Linked DNA regions of Mus musculus: all the other regions are linked to region 1. A link is a contact called in public HiChIP or PLAC-seq data. All regions are on one chromosome and are shown on one strand. The core of a region is the stretch at or near the end of the contact, and the rest is flanking DNA. Distances in the headings are between cores, read along the strand shown.

Region 1 (3,343 bases), core at 299-2,798:
TAACACTCGCCAGCCCTCCCAGTTCACAGCTGGGCCTCTAGCCTGGCTACTCCCTCAGGTATCCCGGGTCAAAGGCCCTCCCCAGCTCCTTCCTCAGTAACCCAGGCTCTGGCCCTTTCCTCCAGGAACTCCATTACAATCCCAGCCACACCCCCTGGTCCTAAGGGCTCTGAAAACCAAGTCTCCCACAATTCCAGGGTCTAGGGAGGGAACTAGAATCTTCTTTTACCCACGGGCACATTCATACCCTTTGTAGCGAGGACACAGCCATGATGCCTCCTTAAGTACCACCCTGAGGCTGGGCACCCAGCTGAGAGGCAGGGCATACATGAGCCATAGGGCCACAAGGCCCTGGGTTCATCCCAGGCACTAAACCAAAAAAGACAACACCAGGTACAGCCACTAACCCAGATGTGGAGCACCCAGCGGAATGACCAGCACATAGAGAGTTCTCCAAAAGGCAACCCTAGCTAAAGCCAGCAGGGACCCAGGGGTGGGACTGTGGGGTGGTTGCAGCCTCACTCAGCCTGGCTTGTCTCCTGACATGCCTTTTCAGGACAGCCCAGCTGGCTGTATGCCCAGTGGTGGGTCAGTGCCTACACCTGGACTTGACCCCAGGGCCTTTGCACCCCAACTCCTCCCCTGAGAGCGCCCACCACTCTCTGTGAGGATGATGGGCAGCTGCCCAGGAAACCCGGACTCCACCCCGGGAGATGCCCTGCTTATATTTTCTCCTGTAACCGCCTGCTTGGATACCTCGGGGTGATGGACACCTTCTCAACTACCTGAGCCTGCAGGACAATGGTCACAAGGACGCCCTACAGGGACAGGAGAACCGGCTGAGCTTGTCCTACAGACCCCAGAAAAGGCACCACACAGCCATCTCTACACCAGGCCTGGAGAACTGAGTGGCTCAGATCTCAGCCCAGCTGTGTGACCTTGGACAAGCCTCCTCCCCTCTCTGATCCTCTGCCTAGAAGCTCTACCTTACACGGCTGCTGGGGACCCAGGTGCCCAGGTCCCGCCTGGTGACAGTCGGCCTGTAAACAGCATACAGGGGCAGCGGAGGGCGGTCCCATCCCCCACAGAGCCCACACTGGAGGCGCGCCCACTGCCCTCATCACACGGGGAGCCGGACAGGACTAGGGCACAGAGAGGCTGAGCGACCTGCCCAAGGTCACACAGCCGCGCGAGCGACCGGTACGGCGTGGGGTTCCCGGCTCACCTGACTTGGGGTAGGTGACGATCCACACGTCGCTGGGCCGCACGGGGAAGTCGGCGATATCCTCCATCTTCCCGCGGCAGAAGGGCGGCAGCCGCACGCCATGGAACTCGAAGTACTTGCTCTCGAACTCGCCCGGGGTGCCCGGGGTCTCCGCTTCGCTCTCCGCCATGCCGCCGCCCGGCCCGGCCCGCAGCTCCAGGGCGTGACGTCACGGCGCCGGCGCGGGGCTCCGCGGGCATGACGTCATGGCCGCACCCACGCACGCCGCGCCCCTGACGTCGGTTGCCGAGGCCCCGCGCCTGCCGCAAAGGTGCGTCGGGTCCGTATCACTGCCTGTCAGTCATGCGTGGCAGGTCAGGGTCCCCACACCCTAGAGCAAAAAAGGAGGCGTCTGCGCAGACCCAGGGCGAGCCTCGGGGTCCGGGAAGCCGCACCTCCAGAAGCTTCTGATGCCAGAGATGGAAGAGCCCGCATCAGAGCGCGGCTGACAAAGGCAGCGTTTAGAGAGCCTGCAATCAAGTGCCAGAGAGAACTCCCCCCAGGAAGAACCCCGGCAGAGAGGCCCCAAGAAAAGAAACCCAAGACAGAAAACCTCCAGGCAGAGAGGACTCCCACCCCCACCCCACAAGCAGAGAAGACCATCAGCAGAGGATTCCCCTTGCAGATAGAAACCCCAGAGTGGGCCCTTCCAGGCAGAGACCAGACGCTTGGCAGAGAAATCTCCAGGCTGAGAAGAGGCCCCCTCCCCGAGGACACCCCAAACAGAGGCGATCCCCCCTCCTCCAGAGAGGAAACTCCCATGCCGAGAAGACCCTCGGCAGAGAGGAACCCAAGAGTGGACATCCCCGCCCCCAGGCAAAAAGGACCTCAGGTAGAGGGGACCCCAGCAGAGATGCGCCCTCAGGAAATCCCCCAGAGAGGACCCTCCAGGTGGCGCCCGCCACCTGTCCAGGTCCCATCCTTGACAATGGGAATCCTATTTCCAGGAGCCACATCTGGGGAAAGCAGCTAACAAGAACCCAAGGGTCTGGGAAACCCCTTAGGAGTAGAGCTCCTCCCTCTCGGGAAGCCCTGGGGTCAGTTCCCCAGCACTGGAGAAAAGGGAAACAGACAAACAAAAGTTGGGCTTGCGGCACACTTGTGATCCCAGCAACTGGAGAGTGGAGACAAGAAGATCAAGAGTTCAAGGCCAGCCTCGGCTACATCGTGCATTTGACGCTAGCTTAGGATACATGAGAGCCTAAGAAAGGGGCAGAGAAAACTGTCTCCTTTTTCTCTCTAGCACGGGAGATGCACAGACCTGTCTGGATACAGAGAGTAGGTATGGGACCTTCTGGTTTTCCACACTGAAGGGCATCTTGGGGGAGCAGTTGGGGTGACACAAAGGGGCTCTGGGCCCCAGTAACATTGTTTCAGGTGCGATCCCTGAGAAGTGAAGAGTAAGAGGCAAGGAAGAGCCCCTCTGAGTAAGAAGAGAACATATAGACCGGAATTCATGGTGCTAAGAATGCATCCTGGAGCTGACAAGATGGTTCAGTGGGTAAAGCGCTTGCTGCCAAGCCTGACAACCTCAGCTTCACTCCTGGAACCCACATAGTGAAAGGGGAATACTCCCACAAACTTACCTTTGACCTTCACATACACATCAACTTGCATACTAACGACACACGAAATAAATGTAAAATGTGTTGCTTTTTTTTCTTTTTTTTTCCTTTTTTCTTTTCTTTTTTTTTCTTTTCTTTTATTTTTTTTTTTATTTTTTTTGTAATTTTAAAGAAAGCGTCTTGGCTGTGTCAGTCACGGCTTCACTCGGTTTCAACGCAGTGGACAAATGCTGGAGGCATCTGAGGTGTTAGCAGTGTCCGCACTGAGCAGAATCCTGCCACAGAGGGGTGGAGAATGTATTTCTCATGCGTGATGAATGCCCTAGTCTGCTCCCGTTTGTTTATTTATTTATTTACTTACTTACCTGTATGGGTGTTTTGCCTGGACATATTCTGTGCACCTGGTATCCAGGAGGAAAGAGGATACACTCTGGAGCTGGAGTTACAGACAGTCAGGAACCCCTATGTGGATGCTCGAAGCCACACCCAGGTCCTCTGGAAGAGCAGCCAGTGT
Region 2 (3,343 bases), core at 594-3,093, 590 kb before region 1:
GTACCTGATGAATTGTGCCAGGCCTGGTGGCACCAGGTCTCTACTCCCAGCACTGGGGAGGCAGAGGCAGGCAGATCTCCATGAGTTCCAGGACAGCATGGTCTACCTAGTGAGCTCTAGGACTCCACAGAGAGACCCTATCTTAAAAACAACAACAACTAAAAAAAAATTAAAATAAAATAGGTTGGCAAGATGGTTAAGCAGGTAAAAGGGGTTGTCTTGCAAGTTTGGTGCCCAGAGTTTGATTCCTGGAAGGCACATAAAGGTGGGAACCAAATCTACAACGTTATCGTCTGACATCCATGGGCCATACGTAGTACAAGTGTGTCCACATATACATAATGATAAAAAATAAGTGGAGTCCTGCATGGTGGCACTGGCTTGCAATCCCAGTGCTTGGGAAACAGAGGCAAGGGGATCAAAAATCTAAGGTCATCCTCAGCTACATAGGGAATTCCAGGCCAGCCCGGAGCTACATGAAACCCCCAAATAAATTCCCTCTGTGGAGGAGCAGATAAGTGCTACTCAAGCCAGTCAGTGAATGAGAGGAAGCCCAGCCCTCCATGGTGGAGAAACCAGCAACAATCACCTATAAAGACCTGGCTTCCTAGGAACATGCAGAATGCGACTCGGGGGAAGATGGGCAGCTCAGAACACTTGCTTGTTGGAGTACTCCAAAGAGCTTCAACCTCTGCTGTGATCACAGCCGCAGACAGGAGTCAAGGCAGCCTTCCTAGGAACAGCAAGATGAGAACTCACCAGAGTCTCATCACCCTTCTGTGTCCAGCCTCAGAAAGCAAGGTCCCTGCTTCCCACACTTTGACATTTTTACAAATCAGGGTCAGTGACGTCACGACGACACCAGGATTCCCAGTATCTATATTCTTTTCCAACAAGCTTTCAATGAAAGGGGCGGGGGGAAGCTATCTCTAAGAAAATAAGACCTAAATGGCTGGAGAGATGGCTCAGCTGTAAGACCCAGTCCTGCTCTTGCGGAGGACATAAGTTTGGTCCTCAGCACTCAGCACACAACCTTCTGTATATAATTCCAGCTCCAAGGAGCTCCCATACGCCCTCTTCTGGCTTCCACCAGCACTTACACTCACGTGCACCCCCACCCCCACCCCCGCGCACTGAGACACAAACATATACACATAATTAAAAATTAAATAATGAAGACTATTTAAATAAAGAAAATAGTATATAATACTGCACATCCATGACCTCCACTCCTCTCCACACCACTGTAGGTAGACAGTGCCATGACCTAAAGTGGCTGTCTACTAGTATCTCCCATTCATTGACAGCACAGCAGGGCTTCTCTTTTTGTGCCGCCATATGACATCACTGTTTTATGCTCATTAAGTGTTTCCCAAACAAAGCCTGTTTTACCAAGACCAACTTGGTTTGCAAGGCTATACTTCCTGCGTCCAGTTGAGGACGCAGTCCCTGCAACACCCCCCCCCCACCCCACCCCGCCCGGGCTCCACAGAGGACCACAACTCCCAGATCCCCCTCCTAACAAAGAGGGCAACATCTCGGGTCGGTGCAGTCTTGCAGAGGAGCAAGTAGAGCAGCCTTGAGCTCCCCGTACAGGTGCGGCGCCCCCCAACCTCCCCCAACAGATGCCACCTCAAACAATACAGGCTGTGGATGCACTGAAAGCCTACCTAGAATAGCCGGTAAGAAAGATAATGATGCAATTACAGCAGTTGAAGGCACAAGGCAAGTCCCAGGATATCAACAGAGAAAACGACGTTGAGCAGCGGAGACACGGACTGGGTAGCAGAAGCTAAACCGCCCGGATCCTTCACGGGCAAGCCCGCCTGCGCGTGCGCAATCTCCACGCGCGGCCACGCCCACGGCGCACAAGACCCCGCCCGCCCGTCCTCTCTACTGCAACCAGTCCGCCTTGCTCACTCCACTTCCGGAGAGGTGTCCTAGCAACCGAGAACGCGAAAACCGCTGGCGCTACTGCTTCCTGATTATTTTTTCTGTCCATGGTTGTGACACCTTCTTTCCTGCCTCGGTATTTTTCTGCGAGTTATCTATCCACCGCTTAGAGGCTAGAAAGCGCAAGGTATCCTATCCGCGCACCCTTCAGGGCCAGAAATGAGAGTTGTAAGGGCCAGGGCCAGCGGATAAAGGTGCTTGCAGCCAAGCCTTATCAGCTCAGTTCGACTCCCGGGACCTACATATGTGATGGATGGAGAGAACAGATACCTACAAGTAGTCTTTTGATCTCCACTCGTGTGCCATGTTGAACGCACCCCCTCCCCACGCCCACACACAATAAATGTTATTAAGAAATTAGTGAAGCCGGGTAGTGGTGGCGCATGCCTTTAATCCCAGCACTTGGGAGGCAGAAGCAGGCGGATTTCTGAGTTCGAAGCCAGCCTGGTCTACAGAGTGAGTTCCGGGACAGCCAGGGCTACACAGAGAAACCCTGTCTCGAAAAACAAAAACAAAAAACAAACCAAAAAAAAAAAAACCAACAAACCAAAAAAAAAAAGAATCTGGAAATTGGCTCAGAGGTTTAAAAAAACGTGCTGTGTTATTGCATAGGACCCACGTTCAGTTCCCAGCACCCATGCCAGGCTCCCCACAACCACCTGCATGTAACTCCAACTCGGGATCAGAAACCGGAAGCCAATGGCCTCCATGGGCCCCTGCACACATGTAAAAAACATTCGTGCACACACGCATGATAAAAACATAAAAATAGGACTGGAGAGATGGCTTGGCAGTTAAGAGCACTGACTTCTCTTCCAAAGAAGGGCAATACCCAGCACCCACATAGTGGCTCACAACCTTCTGTTAACTGCGCATATGGTGCATTGAAATATGTGTAGGCTAAACATACACACACACACACACACACACACACGAATAAAATTTAAAAATGAAAATTAAGTCCAAAAAAAAAAAAAAAAAAGACAGGATACAAGATGACAGACTGAGCTAGGCATCTGGAGGCCAAGCAGGTGCGGGGCAGGGTTAGCCATTGTCTCCTACTGACACTCCACTTTGCCATCCAGAAATCAGAGATGACGATTAACTCGTGTTTCTGAAGTTGTAATGTAATGTGAACATTTCATTCGGCATGTAGTGACAACAAGGGGCCCTCCCAAAGGATTTGAAGCATTTGTCCAGACGGTATGTTTTGTTTTGTTTGTTTGTTTTTTGTTTTGTTTTGTTTGTTTGTTTGAGACAGGGTTTCTCTGTGTAGCCCTGGCTGTCCTGGAACTTACTCTGTAGACCAGGCTGGCCTCGAACTCAGAAATCCGCCTGCCTCTGCCTCCCAAGTGCTGGGATTAAAGGCGTGAGCCACCACGACCGACTC
Region 3 (3,343 bases), core at 552-3,051, 580 kb after region 1:
TTTTAAAATTTTGATTATGTGTATGAGAATGTGTGCCTGAGTGTGGGTTTGTGTACTTGCATGCAGTGCCCCAAAAAGGCCAGAAGAGGGTGCTGGATTCACAGAGCTGGAGTTACAGGTAGTTTGTGAATTGCCACATGCTAGTGCTGAGAACCAAACTTGTATCCTCTGAGAGAGCAGTTCAGCCTGAGGGTTAGGGTTGTGATTTTACGTTGGCCGGCATTCATACCTATCCTGACGCACATAGAGTTTGTAGGCAGAGACTGGACATACTTGATACAGGATGTAAAACCCCAGGGTCTGGAAGGATAGAGAGAGACCATGGATGTGTGGCCTTCACTTTCCAAAACACAGGAAACTGAAGCCTTTGAGAAGTGACTCACCCAAAGCTTACAGCTGCTCCAGGGATGGAGAGCACCCACCCGGGACATAGGACTAGCCACAAGGCTAGTGCTATGGAGCAATGACAGCCCTCCCCTCCCCTCCGCTCCCCTCCCCTCCCCTCCCCCCAGCCATGCTGACCACCACTGTACACCTGAGTGAGCAGTTTCTACACCCCCACCTGAATGCCGCATCCTCCCAGACCTGGGTTCCTTGACTTGGTTCAGAAAGCTGGTGCCTGTTGTTTGGAGACTGGAAAATTCATCTGCTGTTGACCCCCAAGTCAGGTCCTCACTGGGGCCATTGACTGAATGAAGGAGGTAGGAGCAGCCCAGCCCTTCCCTGCCCTGGCTGCCATTTCACAATAGGTTGAGTGGCCTTCGGCTCTGTGAGAGTTCTTGCGAACAAGGAGTTGTCTGTTTGATCCTTGCCTCCTAAGACAGGCATGTGGGGGTGTCCAGTACACAGTGGCTGGTTAGGAAATGCTGATGGTGGGAGTTGAACCATGACTCTACTCTCCTGCAAGTCACCTGGGGCTGTGCTTGGAAGTGGCAGGCAAAACGAGTGGGACTCCCAGATCTTGCTTGAAGGAGGCTGTGTGTCAGGAGCTGGGGTGTCAGGGGCACTGTGTGTTCGTGAGCCTTGGTCCAGCCTGCCATGTTCTGGTGGCAGAACCCGGGAGAGATTATTTTGCCCTGGGTGCCCCCACAACATTCCCAGCAGGTAGAATTCAAATTTGCCTCAATGCCCCAGGGCTGTCCTGTCCTAGGATCATTTTGCCTTGTGCCTAAGTCACCAGGATTGAGGAGACACTCTGACTTCTACCATACAAGGGGATCTGGGATTCAGGGGGTGCCACTGTCCTCCATTCCTTCAACTCTCGGTGCAACAACCCCTCTGGCCAGTCAATCATCCAAGGTACCGGCCTGAGAGGACCCTAGTCCCTGGCCCCTCCCCCGAGAAAAGGCTCTAGGACAGCCTGGTCATGCTAAACTCAGGTGGGGTGGGGCTGATGGCTGAGGCACCCGGCAGAAAGCTTTGATCCGCAGTGGGCGGAGCCTGTGTCCACGTGAAGGGGTCTGGATAGATCTCTGTGGGCACAGCCTTTCCTCCTGGGATGGGTGTCTGGAGAGGGAGTGAGTTCAAGAGACGTTAATGGGAGCCTATGAGTCCCTGTGCATGGTGTGTGTGTGACCACAGGGTTGGTTGGGTGCCGGGTGGACAGTTGGGATTGAACTGCTCTGTGGCTCCTGTGTGGTGGCTTCCGAAGGGAAGAAGGGAGGTGGCTGAGAGCAAAGGAGCCAGCCCCTTGAGCTGGCCCTTTGGCCGCAGAGGGCTCCAAGACGCCGGCCCCGCCCTCCCAACAGGAGACCACGCCCACTATGGCCCCGCCCAGGCTGGAGGCCCCGCCCCCGGCCTGCTTTTGCGCTCCGAGCGCTCCACGCTGAGCCGCCGCGAGCCATGGTTCACAGGGCCCCGCGCTGGGAGTGCTGCCCCGGGCGGGGGCGCAGGACCCGGGCGGGACCCCACGGGGTCGCCGGGCTTGCTGCTAGCCGCCGACTATCGTCGTAGGGGACGCGGGGGCGCGTGTGGGCCGGGGTGAGCATGAGGACTCTCCGCAGGTTGAAGTTCATGAGTTCGCCCAGCCTCAGTGACCTGGGCAAGAGGGAGCCGGGCGCGGCGGGTACGGACGAGCGGGGCACGCAGCAGCGCCGGGCCTGCGCCAACGCCACCTGGAACAGGTAAGGCGCGCAGCCCGGAGCGGCGTGGCCGGAGACCGCACCGCGCCACTTTGCGCGCAGCTCGCCCCGCCGCCGGGCCGTGCGCGGGGAGGGAAGTGAGTGCAACGTGTCAGCGGCTAGAGCCCACGATCGCTCCCCGGGGGTGGGTGGGTGGGTGGGCGGCCGGGGAGCAGGAGGCCTCTGAGCCCCCACTTCGCAGGGGCGCACTTGAACCTCGCGGGCCCCCGGCGGGGCGCCGCTGCACTTCCTGTATGCGTGTCGGGCCCTCGGCGCGGGGTGGGCGGTGGCTTTCCCTGAGTTGGACCCCGGGCCTCCCAGCTGTCCGCGGGGGTGCGCCAGCTGCCAGACATTCCTTACCGGACCCTTCCGGAGGCCCATCCAGGACCAGCCGGGCGTGGGAAGCCCCTCCCCCAGCTGTGTTCTCAACCAGTCACAGATAGTTCTTTTAGCCATAGTTCCCCGGTGGGTCTCCTCTTGGCCCTTAAGGAAAAATTAAAAAAAAAAAAAAGTATTTCCATCCAAAGTAAAACACGGATTGAGGGAGGTTTGTGGATGCTGGCTCTCCACTCCACCCCTCCACCTGGCAGAGAAATCCTGCCAGGTTCTTCACCCTCTGTGGTCTGCCACTAGGGACACGGCTGTCACTTGGACACATGTCTTCTGTTCATCTAGTCTGAGAGCAATCGGGGGGGGGGGGCACCCGGCTGCCAGCAGGGACCCTAAGTTCCTCCACTAAGCTGCAGCCTGCCTGAGAGCTGAGACTACCTACCTTAGTTTCCCTCTCTGCTGGGCCTACACCGGTCTCCTCATTGGGCTGGGAGCAGAACTGTGAGAGAAGGAAGACTCCTTTTCCCCAGAACTGCTCAACCACTCTCTTCGTCCCCTTCCTTGTCTCTGGCCAGGGTTTAGTGGAGCCATGCTGACTTTTGGCTCAGATTTCAACTCCACTCCTCTGTTGTGTGGCCCTAGGCAGTTGGTTTTCCACTTCTGGTCCTCAGTTTCTTTATTAATAATATGGGTGAGTGACTGTTGTTGGAGTAAATGTGAAGATGTGTAATCAGGCTGTGAGCATGAGTTCTGGCACACAGTAGGTCTACCCTGTAACTCAGAACTCAAGTCTAGGAACATTCAGAGAGTAGTGTCTCGGAAGTTACTAGAAGCAATTTTGTGGGGACCCTTTCACCCCATCTGGGGGCCTCTGGCTCAGAGGGCTTTGATGG
Region 4 (3,343 bases), core at 456-2,955, 530 kb after region 1:
ATAGTTAGCCTGACAGGATTTAGAATCTCCTGGGAGACCATCTCCGAGTGTGTCTGTGTGTGTCTGTGTGTGTGTGTGTGCGCGCGTGTGTTTATGTTTCTGTGTGTGCATGTATGCATGTGTGTGTATGTGAGGGTGAAGAAGTTGTGGGGAAAGTGTGTGTGTGTGTGTGTGTGTGTGTGTGTGTTTTCAGAGAAGTTTAACTGAAATGAGAAGGCCCACCCTTAACAGGCAGCAGAAGCCTTTGTGTGCTGGCATCTCAGACTGAAAGAGGAAAAGGTCACATGTCTCTCTGCTTCCTGGCTGAGCTCACAGTGTGACCCAAGGCCTGCAACACCCCCTGTGTCTCAAACTGTGAGGCAGAACAAACCCCTCCTTCTTAAGCAGCTACTGTCTGGTATCTTGTCACAACCAGGGAGAGAAACATAAGACAAAAGCCAATGCTTCACCCACATCCCTAACTTCACACACACACACATACCCTAACACACAGACACACACACATACCCTAACACACACACACACACCTTAACACACACAGCCACACACACACACACCCTAACACATACAGCCACACACACACACCCTAACACACACACAGACACACACACACCCTAACACACACAGACACACACCCTAACACACATAGCCACACACACACCCTAATACACACAGACACACACACCCTGACACACACACAGACACACACACACACCCTAACACACACAGACACACACACACACACCCTAACACACACATAGACACACACACATACACACACAGCCACACACACATACACACATGCCCACACCCCCCCCCATGCATTCTATTCAGCATTGGCATTTCTAACTTCAAGATGAACTTTGAGTGTGAGTATGCCTTCCTGCAGTTATGAGCTGTGCTCCAGTAGACAGTGTAAACCTCTTCCCACATCCCAGAAGTTCCCTGAGCCCCACTCGGTCCTCTGACTTCCTGAACTCTGCAGCCAGATGGGCCTCCAGAAAATGCAGACATTTAAGCTGCTGCCAGAGACCCAGGGTGAACCTCTACCAGGCCCTGCCTGGCTGATTCTTCCTCTATGGCGTTCGTCCCTGACCTAAACGGCTAAGTTCCTCTGAGCTGTCTGAGGCTCGCTTTCAGGGTAAACCCTGTGTGGTTAGAATTCCCAGGGACCCGGGTCCAAAGTGCAGTCCCAGCTTCTGGACCCTCTTTAAATGAGCACACAAAAGAGGGTCACAAGACAGGACATGTGCACATCCGGGATGGTTGGTGATGGCCACTCTGTGGTCATCTTCCAAAGCCCGTGCTCCCTGGCTGGCTGTGCCTGGGCTATTTGGGAGAACACGCTGTTCCAGGCCAGAACAGTCTGGCTCTTCCAAGAACTGAAGATGAAAGGCCCTGGGCTTCTGTAGTTCGTTAACAATTCCTTTCTTCCCTTTGCCCAGCAGAAGTTTCCATTCAACCATGGAAACATTTTTCAAATTAACTGTCCCCTCCCAGAACTGCTTGGCTTGGAGGCTGAGGAGAGATAGGGGCCTGGGCTTCCTCACAGTCTAAGTGACTGGAGATATCTGTTCCCACTTTGGAGGCTTGGGGCCCTGGGGGCAGGCCCTTCTGCTTCCAGATGGGCTGAGAGGCCACTCAGGAGAGCAAGGGTCAGAGTGCAGCTGGCCAGTGGACACTGCTCAGTCTTTGAGCTTCTGCCAGCTGTGGCTGAGGAACGAAGGATGGGACTCCAGAGAGGGGACACCAGGGAGGGGACACCAGGAGGGAGACATCAGGGAGGAGACACCAAGGAGGGGACACCAGGGAGGGGACACCAGGGAGGAGACACCAGGGAGGGGACTCCAGAGAGGGGACACCAGGGAGAGACACACCAGGGAGGGGACACCAGGGAGCCTCTGTCATTCATTTGTGTTCCTCAATAGTCATTCTTCAGCTAGATATGGACATGCCCCCATGGGTGAGGACTAGGCTGGGCTTGGAGACAGACAGGCACTCTCTCTCTCTCTCTCTCTCTCTCTCTCTCTCTCTCTCTCTCTCTCTCTCACACACACACACACACACACACACTTTTGTCAACTTGCTGTGAGGACCCTGAGGGGAGTCAGCACTGGCACACTGCATTCACTGCACTGAGGAGAACCTATTTTCTGGTTCTAATTGTGAGCCACAAACTGGGCTTGATGTTGACGTTCTAAAATCTCGGCATCAAGGGCTAGATAGAGAGAAGGCTCAGCGGTTCAGAACACTGACTGTCCTTCCACAGGACCAGGGTTCAAATCCCAGGACCCACATGTCAGCTCACAACCATCCATAACTCCAGTTCTGGAAGATCTGATACCCCCAGACGGACAGGCATGCAGGCAAAACACCAATGCACATAAAATTAAAATCGTTTTTTTTTTAACAATCTTTGCATTGAGTGGGTGGCTTATGCCTTTTACCTCAGCACTATCTCTGGCCCAGAACACCACTCCTGAACACCGGCAACAGTGAACTGGAAGGACTCTATAATAGCGTCCAGGGGAATTGAGCATGGTGGCATATATCCAGTAACCCCACTGCTGTGGAGGCTGAAACAGAAGACTGCAAGCTCAAGCCAGCCTGGGCTGTGAGTCAAAACCTAGAGAACTGTACCAATGTGCACAACCAGACCCTTGTCAGAGCCCCTTGCAGACAGAGAAGGGACTCTAGCCAGCCGGAGCACGCCACACATAGTTCTGTCAGGCCTTGCCCTTCTCTCCCATGCCCTCTGCCTCGCATTCCTAAAGCTGGCCACCAAAGTCTATTCGCTTATTTGTCTACTTGTCCTGAGGCTGACTGACTACCAAGGTCCAGCTATCAAAGTATTGACATCCAGCAATCGAAAGCTTTGGCTCACCTAGTTAACCTGCCTAATCAAAATTAAACACTGCATCCTAACGCAGGGTTTCCCCCTTTTATCTTCATAAACTGCCATTTGCCTAAGGGCCACGTCTGCCTTCTCACTATCCAGAGGCAGACCTGTGCCTCTCGACTCTGGGACAAATGCCCTTGCCCTCTCTCCCTTGTCCACTCCCCCTTCTCCCTTGTCCCCTCCCCCTTCTCCCTTGTCCCCTCCCCCTTCTCCCTCATGTCCTGTCTTTGACTCTTATTCCCTGCACTTTGTCTCTCTGGGGCAACTACATCTCCTTTGTGCTGAGAACTTGATCTTGGGGGGTCTTGAGCCGATATCCATCTCTTACAGTCAGCACCCAGAGCCCACAGCCACTCCAGACATCCAAGCCAGCCTGAGTCAGGCAGATGCCCTGGGATCCATCTGGACAACCGATGGCAGCCATAAAGGACTGATTGCCTGATG

Evidence for each region. HiChIP or PLAC-seq counts read pairs in DNA pulled down with a chosen protein or histone mark.
Region 2: a contact with region 1 is called in an H3K4me3 HiChIP or PLAC-seq map of forebrain, with 4 times the contacts expected there. The contact joins the promoter of Ttll1 here to the promoter of Sult4a1 in region 1. A contact is called at or near these places in 2 of 115 datasets of contacts at active chromatin or transcription factors (embryonic forebrain and forebrain).
Region 3: an H3K4me3 HiChIP or PLAC-seq map of stem cell-derived neural progenitor cells shows a contact between it and region 1, with 2.7 times the contacts expected there. The contact joins the promoter of Prr5 here to the promoter of Sult4a1 in region 1. A contact is called at or near these places in 5 of 39 promoter capture datasets (the 3T3-L1 cell line, the HPC-7 cell line, HPC-7-derived erythroid cells and 2 more), 1 of 15 datasets of contacts at CTCF or cohesin (large pre-B cells), 10 of 115 datasets of contacts at active chromatin or transcription factors (embryonic basal ganglia, embryonic forebrain, embryonic hindbrain and 6 more) and 4 of 9 other capture datasets (adipose tissue, embryonic stem cells, liver and 1 more).
Region 4: an H3K4me3 HiChIP or PLAC-seq map of forebrain shows a contact between it and region 1, with 7 times the contacts expected there. The contact joins the enhancer-like site here to the promoter of Sult4a1 in region 1. A contact is called at or near these places in 8 of 39 promoter capture datasets (cranial neural crest, embryonic stem cells, frontonasal cranial neural crest and 5 more), 2 of 15 datasets of contacts at CTCF or cohesin (hippocampal excitatory neurons and large pre-B cells), 21 of 484 Hi-C or Micro-C datasets (the HL-1 cell line, LSK cells, bone marrow-derived macrophages and 13 more), 12 of 115 datasets of contacts at active chromatin or transcription factors (bone marrow-derived macrophages, craniofacial prominence, embryonic basal ganglia and 8 more) and 2 of 9 other capture datasets (embryonic stem cells and liver).

What each region holds. Positions count from the first base shown.
Region 1 is chr15:84,104,206-84,107,548 of GRCm38.p6, forward strand. It overlaps Sult4a1 (sulfotransferase family 4A, member 1), which reads right to left and starts at 1,549. Exons shown (of 7, transcript NM_013873.3): 1 at 1,226-1,549. The coding sequence starts at 1,394. It overlaps Gm46526 (a long non-coding RNA gene), which reads left to right and starts at 636. Exons shown (of 2, transcript XR_001781726.2): 1 at 636-2,546.
Region 2 is chr15:83,509,064-83,512,406 of GRCm38.p6, forward strand. It overlaps Ttll1 (tubulin tyrosine ligase-like 1), which reads right to left and starts at 1,844. Exons shown (of 12, transcript NM_178869.4): 1 at 1,671-1,844.
Region 3 is chr15:84,679,197-84,682,539 of GRCm38.p6, forward strand. Prr5 (proline rich 5 (renal)) reads left to right here and starts at 1,802. Exons shown (of 8, transcript NM_146061.4): 1 at 1,802-2,123. The coding sequence starts at 1,987.
Region 4 is chr15:84,638,301-84,641,643 of GRCm38.p6, forward strand. No RefSeq gene overlaps it. Among named protein-coding and RNA genes, the nearest start is that of Gm34201, 13 kb to the left of the region's middle. Within about 2 kb of position 1,706, at least 83 of the 459 cell types and tissues checked have an H3K27ac peak or open chromatin away from gene starts, as enhancers often do. A contact at or near this core is called in brown adipocytes, cerebral cortex, craniofacial prominence and 4 more, where this site is marked.